2 separate regions of the Rattus norvegicus genome follow, and region 1 is linked to region 2. A link is a contact called in public Hi-C data. All regions are on one chromosome and are shown on one strand. The core of a region is the stretch at or near the end of the contact, and the rest is flanking DNA. Distances in the headings are between cores, read along the strand shown. Region 1 holds the start of Shisa4 (shisa family member 4). Region 2 holds the start of Gpr37l1 (G protein-coupled receptor 37-like 1).

Region 1 (6,368 bases), core at 2,122-4,621, 200 kb after region 2:
AAACGGCGTCATGGAAGGGACAGCAGAGCCACAGCTGTTTCTTCAGGCTCCTGGGTAAGAGGGCTGTGGTGGCATATAGGGTGGAGGAGCTGAAAACCAAGGAGACAGGATGAGGGTCAGTGGGACACAGGAAGACAGGAAGTACTCCCCCCAATCCCCTTCATGGTGTGCAGATTCCACGGGAAAATGCCTAGAAGTTTCCAAGGAGACACGGAAGGAGCCTGGGAAAGGCACTCTACCAGGGAAAGAGGTAAGGGAGGTTGTGGAGCAAGGAGTGGGGACGAGAAGGAGCGAGGATTCCAGGCTGTGCATTTACCTGCAGGGTTGTAGATTGGGGGCCCAGCTGGATAGAGAGGATACTGAGGAGCAGGACCACTAGGTGGGTACATGAAACCAGGCTGTGGGGGTCCAGGTCCAGCTTTGGGGTCCGGGGGGTACTGGTATACTGGCTGCATTGGGATGCCTGTCATCGGAATCTCTTGGCCTAGAAGAGGGACAGGGGTCAGCATTTAAATACCCGGCTGGCTTTTGGTACCGAACGAGCCAGGGTTTCCCACTGTGCTTCCCAGATATTTTCTACCTGGTGTACTTGGGGTATATATTTGGTGAATAAAGTTACAGGAGGCCCTTCCTCTTCTGGCTTGACACGAAAAAATAAATAAATAAATAAATACCCGGCTGCTATGCAAACCTTCTCCCATCCAGGGAACCAAGATAAGTACTCTGGCGACTGCCTGGCAGGCTACTGGGTGGCCACTTGTGGCCTTTGCCTCCAAAGCCTGTTTGCCCCGAGTTGAGCAGGGAGCTATGTATGAAGCTAAGCAGGTCCGTCTGTGTTGACCAAGTTTGTTCCCCCAAGCAGCTTTGAGAGCCCTCTGGAGGCGGTCTAGCCTGGGGAAGCGCCACTTGGGTAGAAAATGGGCAGCTCCAGATGCTGGTATCTTGTCATCCAACACAGCTGCCGCTAAGGGGGTCCTCTCCCAGTCCTCCCCTCACACTGATCTCCCATATGGTACCATCACCCCATGTTTATCAGGCTTGGGCAGTTACACACAACACTCAAATATACATCCGGAGGTACTGAGACACACCCAATTACTGTCCACCACTGTGGACCCCACCTCATATACTCGGCCACAGGCAGGCTTATGCCTACAGCTTACTTGCCACCAACCGATGCATTCCCGCACATGACTGTATGTGCATGTGCACGCACACACGAGGGCACAGTAACTATGTGCATGTGCACGCACACACGAGGGCACAGTAGCCTGCTCCCATACATTCCTGGACAGACGCAGTCTAATGCTCAAGGGTTCACCTGCATGCATTTCTGGGTGGCGGTGTCCGGGCATACGGAAACTCACCACTGCAGAATTCACCAATCCTTGACCCCTTTGGTGCCCAGTGCAGGAATCAATCCCAGCCCATTTCAGACTCATCTTGCCTGACTCTGTGCATACCTTCAAATGTGCTCTGGAGCTGCTGGCGCCTTCGGTATAGGTAACAACAGGAACAGAGGAAGCAGCAGATGGTGGTGGCAACCACGGCAACAAAGAGGATTACAGCAGAGGCGATGCCTGCTATGGTCTTGGGACTTTAGACAAAAAAACAGGTCCTCTCACCTTCTGACACTCACAGAGGGACTCCTCACTGTGCCGGCTCCAACTCTTGGCCAGCAGGGAGCCACAGCATGCTAAGACTTGGGGTTCCCTGTGGGATTAACTCTGCCCACCCGGTTTAGTAGATCTAAGAGATCTCTACTTCCCAGGAGGCTATGCTGTCTGGCTAGTTAGTATGAGGCATGCTGGGATTTGTAGTGTGCCCACCTACTCCTGCTTTTACATCTACCATTTAATTGGTTAGGTTTACAACATGTTGGCCTCAATGGAGCCTTTGAAATAATGTAGGGCCATTATCACCAAATCTCACAAGAACTTGTAATTCTCTTATATCAATGTTATATGCTTGCTGCTCCCTTTAAAAAAGTTTGAAACCACTAATTTGGGGGCTAGGAGTGTAGCTTACCAGTAGCATGTCCGCTTGCCTGAGAACCTACCCTCAGCCCTGGGCTGGATAGGGGAAGGACCAGCAAAACCTTTAATTTTGGCAACTCTGTTTCTCTTCTTTTCTTTTCTTTTCTTCTTTTTTTCTTTCTTTCTTTCTTTTTTTTTTTTTTTTTTTTTGGCGGTAGCATTATTTTTGAGATAGTCTCACTTTGTAGCCCAGACTGGTCTGGAACTCCTTAGTGATCCTCCTGCCTCAGCCTTCTGAGTGCTGGGATTACAGGTGTGAACCGCCAGGCCAGGTTAGCAACTTCCATATTATTCAAAAAGGTAACAACGATCTATAGAGGGCAAGTGTCACAGTGGATCACAGTGCTAGTAAGAAGCCAGCCTGGAAACAAACCCCAAGTCTTCCTGTCCTCTCACCGACTGCCTACCAAGCCACTTTGCTGTTTGAGTGTTAACTCAGCAAACTCCCTCCCAAGACCTATCAGGATCCAGAAAGCCCCTGGAGACAGCTCGGGCAAGCCCATGGTAACTAACACCAACCACCCGGCTCTGTCACCACTTGGAGTACTGGTGACTCCTTCAGTTAAGAATGTGGAGGTGGGCATTGGAGCCAGCAGGAGGCCTCTTAAGAGGGGTGGAGTGGGAGTCCGCAGCCCACCTGAAGGCCAGGCAGTGTTTCTGCTGTCTCTCGGTGATGAGTAAGGTCAGGTCCCTGCAGCAGTACCGCTGGTAGCAGGTCCCGCAGCAGAAGGTGAAAAACTCGCAGTCAAATCCCGGATGCCAGGAGCCATTCCGGTCCAGATACCACAAGCAGTCTTCACTCGCCAGTGCTGCGGGCAGGGGTGGGGGTTGCCCAGTAGATACCAGTCCCGTTCAGTTCTGGACACCCTCAACCCCACTGCCTTGGGAAGCTGAAAGCTCACTTTTGTTTCCACCCTGAGGGGCTCAGCCCTAGAAGCCCCCCTCTCCCTGAAGTCACCCCGCGCCTGGCCGGGGTTAGGTTCCCACCGCCTGACCTCTCAGCGCCATTTCTTCTTGCTCCAAGAACAACCGTAAGCATCTGGGGCACATGGACAGCCGGAGGATAGCCTCTGAGGACACGGCTGGTCCTTTTAACCTCTCCCTGATCCCGCCCCACCCCACCCATCTCGTGTCGCTCTCCATCCCTTACCCAGAGGAGCCCCAAGCACCAGCAGGACGACGGCAGCGAGTGGCGCGACCCCGCGGGGCCCGGCGGGCGGCATGGCCGGAGGGGGCTGGGCGCGGCCAGGACGGCCTTGAAAAGGGGCCGCAGGACAAAGCTGGACGAAGCCGGCCGGCGGGAGCTGCAGCACCGCCCAGCCCTCCGCCAGGCTCTGGCTCCTCTCCCGCCTTTTGGGGGCGGGACTAACGCCCCGCCTGCAGTAACCCTGCCTGGGCTCCGCCCAGGAGTCTGCCCACCAGTGACGCCCACCAGCCTCAGCACCAGCCTTGTGCCCCTCACCCCAAGGCACAGCCCTGCTCTCCCTGTCCACAACAGTGCGGTGACTCCTTCAGTCTGAGCCCTTAAGGGCACAGCCAACAGCTGGTCACTGCGGTCAGGGAGGCCTGGCAGTACCCTGTGCCCGCCCCTCTCCTGAGACCAATCATTATCCCAGACCCCAGAAACACTGATCCTGGTGCCACCTCCTAATGACCAGCTCATGGGCCAACTCTGGAGGGGCAGAGCCGCACCTTCCCTTGTGTGGAACCTCCTCTGCTCTGGTGTCCAGTCTTGGACATCCTGCAGGGGGAGGATGGGGCAGCGTCACCCTGCCCCCATTCCTAGAAACAGGCGTCCATTGAGAGGAAGTTCAGAGAAGCTTTGTCCCCATCGGTGCCCACAGGCCTGGGCCCTGGCAGCTGCACTGGCTCCCTGAGATGGCCCCTTCTCCCTCTGAATGGACAGCTCCAACTATAGCCTCACTCCTCACCGGTAGGGGTGGCCCAGGCCACTTGAGACACAGCCAGCTAATCTCTTTACAGTGGAAGCTCTTTTTTTCTTCATGGAGCAAGCCTGCAAAAATACTACATAAGCTATCAGAGTCGACAGTTAGTTACAGGTGGAAAGTCTCAGGGTAGAGAGAGAGCCAATGTACCTTCACAAACTCATGTGGAGTTGATACAGGACTTAGAGTCACAGCCTGGGCTCCAACAAGCCAGGTTTAGCCACTCATCCTCGATAAGACAACTAAAATAACCAAGTTAATACTGAAAAACAACAAGGAAATTTATTCAATATGGCCACATTGGAAAGAGGAACAAGGAAATCCAGCGATTCCTTTCCAAGCTCTAATACAGTGAGTCTCAGTCTCCCTACCGTGGCAACCCTTTAACACAGTTCCTCACGCTGTGGTGATCCCCAATCATAACGTTATTTTTGTTGCTACTTCATAATTGCACTTTTGCTACTGATATGAACGTAATGTAAATATCTGTTTTCTGATGGTCTTAGGCTCTTGTGTAAAAGGGTGCTTCTAACCCCAAGAGGGGTCTGGGCACACAGGTCTAGTCCATCTTCAGGATCCTCAAGTAAGGGTAAAGTTTCAATAGAGGGTAAGCAGTCAAGGGAAAATGTGATTCCCCTGGCCATCACTGCCTTAGCTCCTAGTCTCCCCTGCAAGGTTACTGACAAACTGTAAATCTCTTACCAGGACACCAGTTCCTCCTCTGGATGCCCCTGGGCTTTAACCGATTCCTCACCCAGTTGGAAGTTCCTGGGAAAAGTCTAAATTTCTTGGGGTCCATTCTTTCAATAATCTGGCAGCTAAAGAGGGAGCCAAAGGGGTTGGGGATTCAGCTCAGTGGTACAGTGCTTGCCTAGCAAATGCAAGGCCCTGGGTTCGGTCCTCAGCTCTGGGATCGGGATGGGGGTGGGGGTGGGGGGTTTGAGGGGTTGGGTGGGGGGAGAAATAACAAGAGGGAGCCAAAGTTTCTAATCATATTTTCACTGCTGCCAGACAGGTAGTTACAGAATGTCAGTGGTCATGCTTCACCCTGCAGGCAACACCCCGACCAGGACTACCAATCAACTAAGGCAGAGTAATGATGACTTTCGTCTCCTGCCATGGACACTTAAACATATTCATGTGTATGATTATTTGCCTGCTTGTGCATGTGTGCACTACATGCATGCCTGTTGCCCTCAAGAGCATCTGATACTCTGGAGCGAGACTCATGGGCAGTTGCGAGCCACTGCATGGGCGCTGGGAACCAAACCTGTGTCTTCTTCAGCAAGAGCACCAAGTGCTCTGAACTGCTGAGCCATCTTTGACGCCCATCCCAAAATGGTAAATATTTTTATCATTATGTTACCAACACAGACTATAACCCAAATGTTAAAGGATTAGGGTAAAAGAGTACATGGGAAAGAAAATGGTAGGACCCATGATTTCTAGACAGGTGGATCTTTACTCACAGCTACAGATGGTGGCTGATGGCAAACGTTTCTGGTGTTCAGGGAGAGGGAATCAGAGGTCACGGGCGGCAAAGTTGAACGTTGGTGAGTTAGGAAAAGGAAATCACAGAAGGGTGGTCATAAACCGGGTCTTGTAGGTGCCTTCCAGAGAGGGAACAAGGAAGCTGCCAGCCACAGATGGGCTGGCAGGAGTGCCTACTTCAGTCGGACAGTCACTGCTGAGGACATGTCTTGACTCAGTACCCCCTATGCCTGCCATTGCTGTCCTTCTTCCTCCTTTATCCTGAGCTCTATGGAAGCAAGGGCTACGGTCACCAAGCTCGGGCCACAGGTGCTCAGCAAAAGGCTGTCCTTCCTGTTCTGCGAGTGTGCTTTAGGTCCTGCCTCGCCTGTCTCTGCATTATTCGGTATCTTTAGTTTTGTTTTTTGTTTTTTGTTTTTGTTTTTTTTTTGAACATTCTTTATTTGTGTGACACAAAGTGAGAGGACAGCTTGTAAGCATTGGTTCTCTCCTCTCATCATGTAGGTTCCAGGGATTTAACTCAGGTCTTCGGGCTTGACAATAATTGCATTTTTCAGCTGATTCATCTCACTAGACCAAACTCCCTCCCCCCAACCCCCTTTTTGAGACAGATTCTCCTGTGTAGCCCTAGCTGGCCCGGAGCTTGAAGGCTGGCCTCTGACTCATAGAGACCCAACTGCCTCTGCCTCCCAAGCACTGGGATTAAAGGCATGAACCACCATGCCCAGCTACACCCGTGGTTTTCTGTTTGAGAAATTCTAGGACGGAGGATTAGGAGGAGTTAGTGGTTAGGGTGCCCATGCAGGTTGGGACACTCATGTAGGAACGTGCCTGCAGACATGGACAAAGGGTAGCCTTGCCTCAAAACTCCTAATCCTTGTGCCCCGGCCTTCTG
Region 2 (6,216 bases), core at 3,185-5,684:
GCAGGTCTTTCTACTTTCTGCGCCTTCTCATGGGAGACCACTGAGTTAAGGCCATGGAACTGGGCCTGCTCTCTCTATCACTTCCACCCTGCCCACTCTGTCCTAGGCTGTCCAATATGGTGACAGCAGCCCCTGGAGAGCAGCCTGAGCTCTCCCTATCCCCACACACTGTTCATCCAGCAGCACGCAGGAAAATCACCCCAGTTGAGCCAAGAGGAAGCCAGAGCAGCAGGGCAAGAAACACCAGCTAGTGAGAGGAAAGACCCCTGAGCTGCTGGCTCCCTCTGGGGGGTTGTGCTCCCCTCCCTCCCTCTTTCTCTGGCTGGGGCAACACAATCCAGGGCTTATTTGCACTGCCACCAAGTGTCCTTTGTAAGAACCCCAACCCCCTCTCTTGGCAGGGGAGCCTGGGCCTGCCGAGGAGCGGCCTCTGAGGAAAACAGCAAAACACTGTTCTTTCTCTTTTCTCCTACGGCTCAGAAACGGTTCCAAATCTTACCAAGGGGCCATCCTGGGGTCTTCCCTACAGGAGAGTTCTGGGCAGCAGCAGAGGCTTATAGCCACACGCAAGAGCTGCTGTGTACCTGCCTTCTTCCTCCTTCTCCTTAAGCCATGCCCAAGTAAAAGCCACCGCAGGCTAAATTGATTCTAAACACTTCCAGGATGTTACTCATTTTAATCCTTCAAGATTCAGGACTAACCACGGAGTGAGTGACACACACCTGTAAAGCTAGTGCTCTGGAGTGGGGAGGAGAACTAGGAAGTCAAGACCATCCTCCATTACACAGTGAATTTGGAGCCAAGGGGAACAATGGGAGACCATGGAGAGAGAGAGAGAGAGAGAGAGAGAGAGAGAGAGAGAGAGAGAGAGAGAGAGAGGGGGGGGAGAGAGAGAAGAGAGAGAGAGAAGAGAGAGGGGGGAGAGAGAGAAGAGAGAGAGAGAGAGAGAGAGAGAGAGAGAGAGAGAGAGGAGAGAGAGGGAGGAGAGAGAGAGAAGAGAGAGAGAGTTGGGCATAAACTAACTGGGTTTGATGCTTATGCCTGTCACCCCAGCACTGGGGAAGCTGAGACTGAGTTCAAGGACATCTTCAGCAACATAGCAAGTTGAAGCCAGACTGGGTTACATAAGAATACATCTAGGGGCTGGGGATTTAGCTCAGTGGTAGAGCGCTTACCTAGGAAGAGCAAGGCCCTGGGTTCGGTCCCCAGCTCCGAAAAAAAGAACCCAAAAAAAAAAAAAAAAAAAAAAAAGAATACATCTAAATGTTGGGGATTTAGCTCAGTGGTAGAGCGCTTGCCTAGCAGGCACAAGGCCCTGGGTTCGATCCCCAGCTCCAGAAAAAAAAAAAAAAAACTAAATAAGAATACATCTAAAGGGCTGGAGAGATGGCTCAGCTGTTAAAGGCTAGGCTCACAACCAAAAATATAAGAATACATCTAAAAAATAGGATAATTAATAATAATAATAATAATAATAATAATAATAATAATAATAATAAAGTGGGGACTGGTTGCTGGACATGGCTATCAGGCCTACAAAACTTTAACTAATTGGGTGGCTAAGAAAAAAAGATTCAAGGCCTATCTAGATTACTTCTGAGTAACTTAGTCAGACCCTGTCTCAAAATGAATAAAAAGAGAACTGGTGATACAGCGCAGTAGTGGTGGGCTACTGACCTAGCATGCACAAGGCCTTGAGTTCAAGCTCTCAGGCTAAAAGTGGGGGGAGGTGTAGGCTAGAGGTATAATTCAGCAGAATGCTTATCTATGTGAAAAGCCCTGGGTTCAACCCCAAGAAAAAAATAGTGCCAGACATGGTGGCACACAGCAACAATCCCAACCCTTTGGAGGCAGAGGTTGAAGACTGTCATTAGCTTGAGTTTGGGCTTCAGCTATAGTTCAATACCAGATCTGGCAAGGTTACAGGGAAAGACCCTGTCTCAAAACAACAGCAGCAATGACAAAGTTTTGGGGCTCGAAGAGTGCATGTTCAGTATGTGTGAAGCCCTTAAGTTCATCCCCAACTCATTCAGATAATTATCAGCCTAGATGAGAACACTGAGTTTTAGGCAAGTTAAATAACTTACTGAGGTCACTTGGCCAGCAGCAGAAAAGAGCCCAGTTTCTACTATCATCTACTCAGTTCCAAAGCAATGTGTTGGCCCAGCACAGTGGTACAGTTATTCCCAAACTCAGGAGACAGAGGCAGGAAGATCTCTATGAGTTAGAGACCAGCCTGGTTTATATGGCAAGTTCTAAGCCAGCAAGAAATGAGACCCTATCTAAAACAAAACAACACACACACACACACACACACACACACACACACACACACACACACACACACAGAGTTCATGTACCTAAACATTTAGTCACTTAGCTCACCCTGGTAAGATATAAAGGCCAATGTCATTCCTGGTGGCTCATAACTTTAATCTTAGCACTCTGAAGGCAGAGACAGGTAGAGCCCAGAAAGTGAGTGTGAGGCCAGCCTGGTCTATACTCAGTGAGTTCAAGGCTAGAAAGAGGCACATAAATGAGATGTTCCATCAAATAATAAAATGCAAAAGCCATTTGGACCACCGAATAGATGGCCTCCGTGTGTTAAGAGTACAGGAAAAAAAAAAAACTGTTTCAACTTCTAAGCCTCAGAGAGAAACCAATCTTGAAATAATCATTAATACAGCTAATTGGGGTTTGAACCTGTGTCTAGCTCATGAGAAGGCCATTATTCCTTTCATTATTCCCCTTGTAGCCAAGATTTATTAATTTTTTTTAAAAATCTTTTTTTTTTTCTTTTCTTTTTTTCGGAGCTGGGGACCGAACCCAGGGCCTTGCGCTTCCTAGGCAAGCGCTCTACCACTGAGCTAAATCCCCAACCCCTGCAGTAGTTTGATTAAGCTGTCTCTCTGTTGTCTACACAGCCATTCTCACCCAGGTGCTTATTCTAACAAGGAAGTCCCCATCCAAGGATGTTCAGAACTACACTTCAGAATAATAGAGCAAACCAGCTAGAAGGGCCATCTGGTCTACCCTCACTGCTTGCTAGCTAAGGAAGCAGGGGGAAGAGATGAGATATGTCCAGTGTGAAGCAAAATACAGTGACAGAGCTGACACTACTGTTCTTATAAGTACCCAGAAGTAGGGCTTGCCTCTCAGAGAGGCCTTAGGAGGACAGTAATGGAGATGACCTTGAAAAAAGGTGACAATAATTTCAGACAGGAAAGGAAAAAGGGCCCTGTCCTAGTGTTTGCACCCACGGGGAATGAACACAGACTCAACCTGGGGTGTTAGTAGAAAACTGCTAGAATGTCAGGACACCAAAGGGTTAAAAAAAAACAGGAGCCATGGGTACAAGGCAAGCAAGAGGCACAATAAAAGAAAAAGGAGGATAAAAGAGAAAGGGCTTGGCAGAGGGAGACATCAGAGACAGCTCAGAATCTAGAGAAAAGGGTGTGTCCTCTGTGCAGCTACTCCTACAGCAGACTAGGTTGTTGGTCCCAAGTCAGTGGTCTTGCATACCTGCCTGTTCATCTGGCTTGGCTTGCTTTCCTGAGAGCTACCAGAAGCCAATATTGAGTTTGTTTCCCTCCCTGATGGGGTTTGTCTCCTTCCCCAATGACACAGAGAAAACTAGATGAATGAGAACCCCAGAGTGCTGGGATTATACACACTTACAGATCTGTTCTCCGGGTCTTTGCAGACACTAGAGCCCTTTCCCTGGGATTAGCCTACAATTGGGCTATAGAAAGACATACTCACCTCCATGAAGGGCACTGCTCGGCAAGAAACATCCCCAAGTAGCCTCTGCTTGGTGATCTCATTGAAGATGACAATTGGTAGGCAGAAGAAGAGGACCAGGAAATCCCAGAGAGCCAGGCTGGCAAGGATAGAGTTCCAGGCACTCTTCAAGTAGTAGCTGTGCCACACAATGCACATGACAGACAGATTGCCCACGATACCCACAGCAAATACCACCAGAGCCAGGAGCATGACGGCATAGGCACTATAGGAGCTCTCGGTCACCGGATACAGGGGGTTCTGAATCTGCAGCCTCTGACTTGGTGTCCCGGTCAGGTTGGTCCTCAGCTCTTGTCCACTCTCTGAGGTGGCCCCATCCTTGTCTGGGTTGGGGCTAGTGGCCACCAAAGGCTTGGTGGGCTGCAGGCCAGCAGGGTGGATGGGCTTGGGGTACTCAGCCCACTCCTCAGGTACATAGTGCTGTACCTCCTTGGGCCCCTCGTCCTTGGTACCTCTTCGGGGTCGACTCTGCTGCTCCTGGACCTTGGCTCTATGACCACCCAAAGATAAGGTGGCAGCCCCAGAGACCTCACTCGGCCCCACAGCCAACACGACAGCAAGAGAGACAGCCAGGGGCCACAGCCACCGCATGGCCAGGAAAGCAGGGCACAGCTGCCTCAGAGAGGTGAGGGCGAGGGACCTAAGGACTGTGTGGAATTAAGAGAGGCAGCTGGCAGCTGGGTCCGCCTCCAGTCAGGCGTCTGGCTTGGATATGGCCCTTCCTCCCATCCTGTTGGCCATGGTCTGGCCAGGGCCCTCTGCTGGACACTGAGCTGTCTGTGCTGGCCACACACATTGCATTCCCTACCACATCCCTTCTAAGTCCACAGCAGGACAGATTGAGTAGCCCTCAGAGGGACCTGCTCCAATCACTGCTACCGGGGAAATGAGTCTTGCAAGTGATGTAGAGGCAGACTATAATTAGAGCATAGATCTCCTAGCTCTACCCAATTCTAAGGCAGATCCTACAGTCAAAACAGAATGATATGGCTTGTAATACCAGCCCTTGGGAGGTTGAGACACGGGGACAGAGTTCAAGGCCAGCTTGGGCTACATAGCAAGATCCTGTTTTTGTTTTTGTTTTGTCTTGTTAAAAAATTGCCAAGGTCAAAACTCGAATTATAAGAATTGCCAGAACTATTAAATACGTGTCTAGGTGTACCATTCAGCTGGGGTTTGTTTTTGTTTGTTTGTTTGTTTGTTTTTAAAGACAGGGTCTCTCTGTGTAGCCCTGGCTGTCCTGAAACTCACTCTATAAACCAGGCTGGCCTGTTACTCAGAGGTCCGCCTGCCTCTGCCTCCTGAGTGCTGGAAATAAAGGTGTGTGCCACCAACGTCCGTCAGCTGGGTTCTTGATGGTTCTTAATACGTTTGGTGGGGATCTATTTCTCAAGTTAAAAATGTAAGATCTGTGGTAGTCTTTCTTCTTCTTCTTCTCCTTCTCCTTCTCCTTCTCCTTCTTCTTCTTTTCGGAGCTGGGGACCGAACCCAGGGCCTTGCGCTTGCTAGGCAAGCACTCTACCACTGAGCTAAATCCCCAATCCCCTGTGGTAGTCTTAATAACTATGTAGTTGACACAAGGTAGAGCCAAGTTCAAACAATGGAGCTGACTCCATAGCCTTTTAACTCAATCCTGGTCTCAGTAGACCCATTCCTTGCCTCCTAGCCACACACACTCCCAAAGGAGAGCAGCAACAAACAAAAATTCAAAGCACCACACTCTACAATGGGGGCCATGTCTTAGTGGGCGCTTGCCTAGCATGTTTGAGACCCTGGGTTTCCTCCCCAGCCCTGGAACTACAGGAAAACAAAAACAAAAATTAAAATGAAACTAAAGTTATGAAAGTACAGTGGAAAGAAAGGAGATAGATAAGCAAATCATAGATAAGCAAATCATTAATTGCACCTCATGGCCTGATAGATACAGTGGAAGGCAGGGCCAAGGTACAGGGGCGAGTCCGAGGAGCCTGGGGCTGTCTGGAAGTTCTCCAAAGCAAGATGACTTTTGAATGAAGCCTTAAAGGAACCCCAGAGAAGGATGGAAAGATGCTCCAGGCAGAAGCACACCCAATGGCAGGGGCCTGAAAGTAGGTGGTGTTCCCGCCAAATAGCTAGAATGTGCAGGAGGCTGGGGTGCTAGGAAAATGGAGAGGAAAGCAATGAGGTTGGGGTAAGAGTCGCCAGATGAAGGCGCAAGAAGGCTTTCATATGCTAGACCAGGAGTTCAGATGTTGTGGTGCGCACCCATTTTTTTTAAAGATTTATTTATTATGTATATGAGTACACTGTAGCTGTCTTCTGACACACCAGAAGAGGGCATCGGATCCCATCATAGATGGTTGTGAGCCACCATGTGGTTGCTGGGATTTGAACTCAGGACCTCTGGAAGAGCAGTCAGTGCGCCTAACCACTGAG

The links. Hi-C and Micro-C count contacts between places; a contact is called where the count stands out from the background.
Region 1: a contact with region 2 is called in a Hi-C map of frontal cortex, with 2.8 times the contacts expected there. The contact joins the promoter of Shisa4 here to the promoter of Gpr37l1 in region 2. A contact is called at or near these places in 12 of 12 Hi-C or Micro-C datasets (the A7r5 cell line, the Rat2 cell line, Schwann cells and 7 more) and 1 of 1 datasets of contacts at active chromatin or transcription factors (oligodendrocytes).

The regions. Positions count from the first base shown.
Region 1 is chr13:49,352,228-49,358,595 of GRCr8, forward strand. Shisa4 (shisa family member 4) reads right to left here and starts at 3,372. Exons shown (of 5, transcript NM_001077826.2): 1 at 3,187-3,372; 2 at 2,674-2,845; 3 at 1,464-1,597; 4 at 317-484; 5 at 1-89. The coding sequence starts at 3,259. The coding sequence ends at 43.
Region 2 is chr13:49,152,770-49,158,985 of GRCr8, forward strand. Gpr37l1 (G protein-coupled receptor 37-like 1) reads right to left here and starts at 4,435. Exons shown (of 2, transcript NM_145784.2): 1 at 3,763-4,435. The coding sequence starts at 4,392.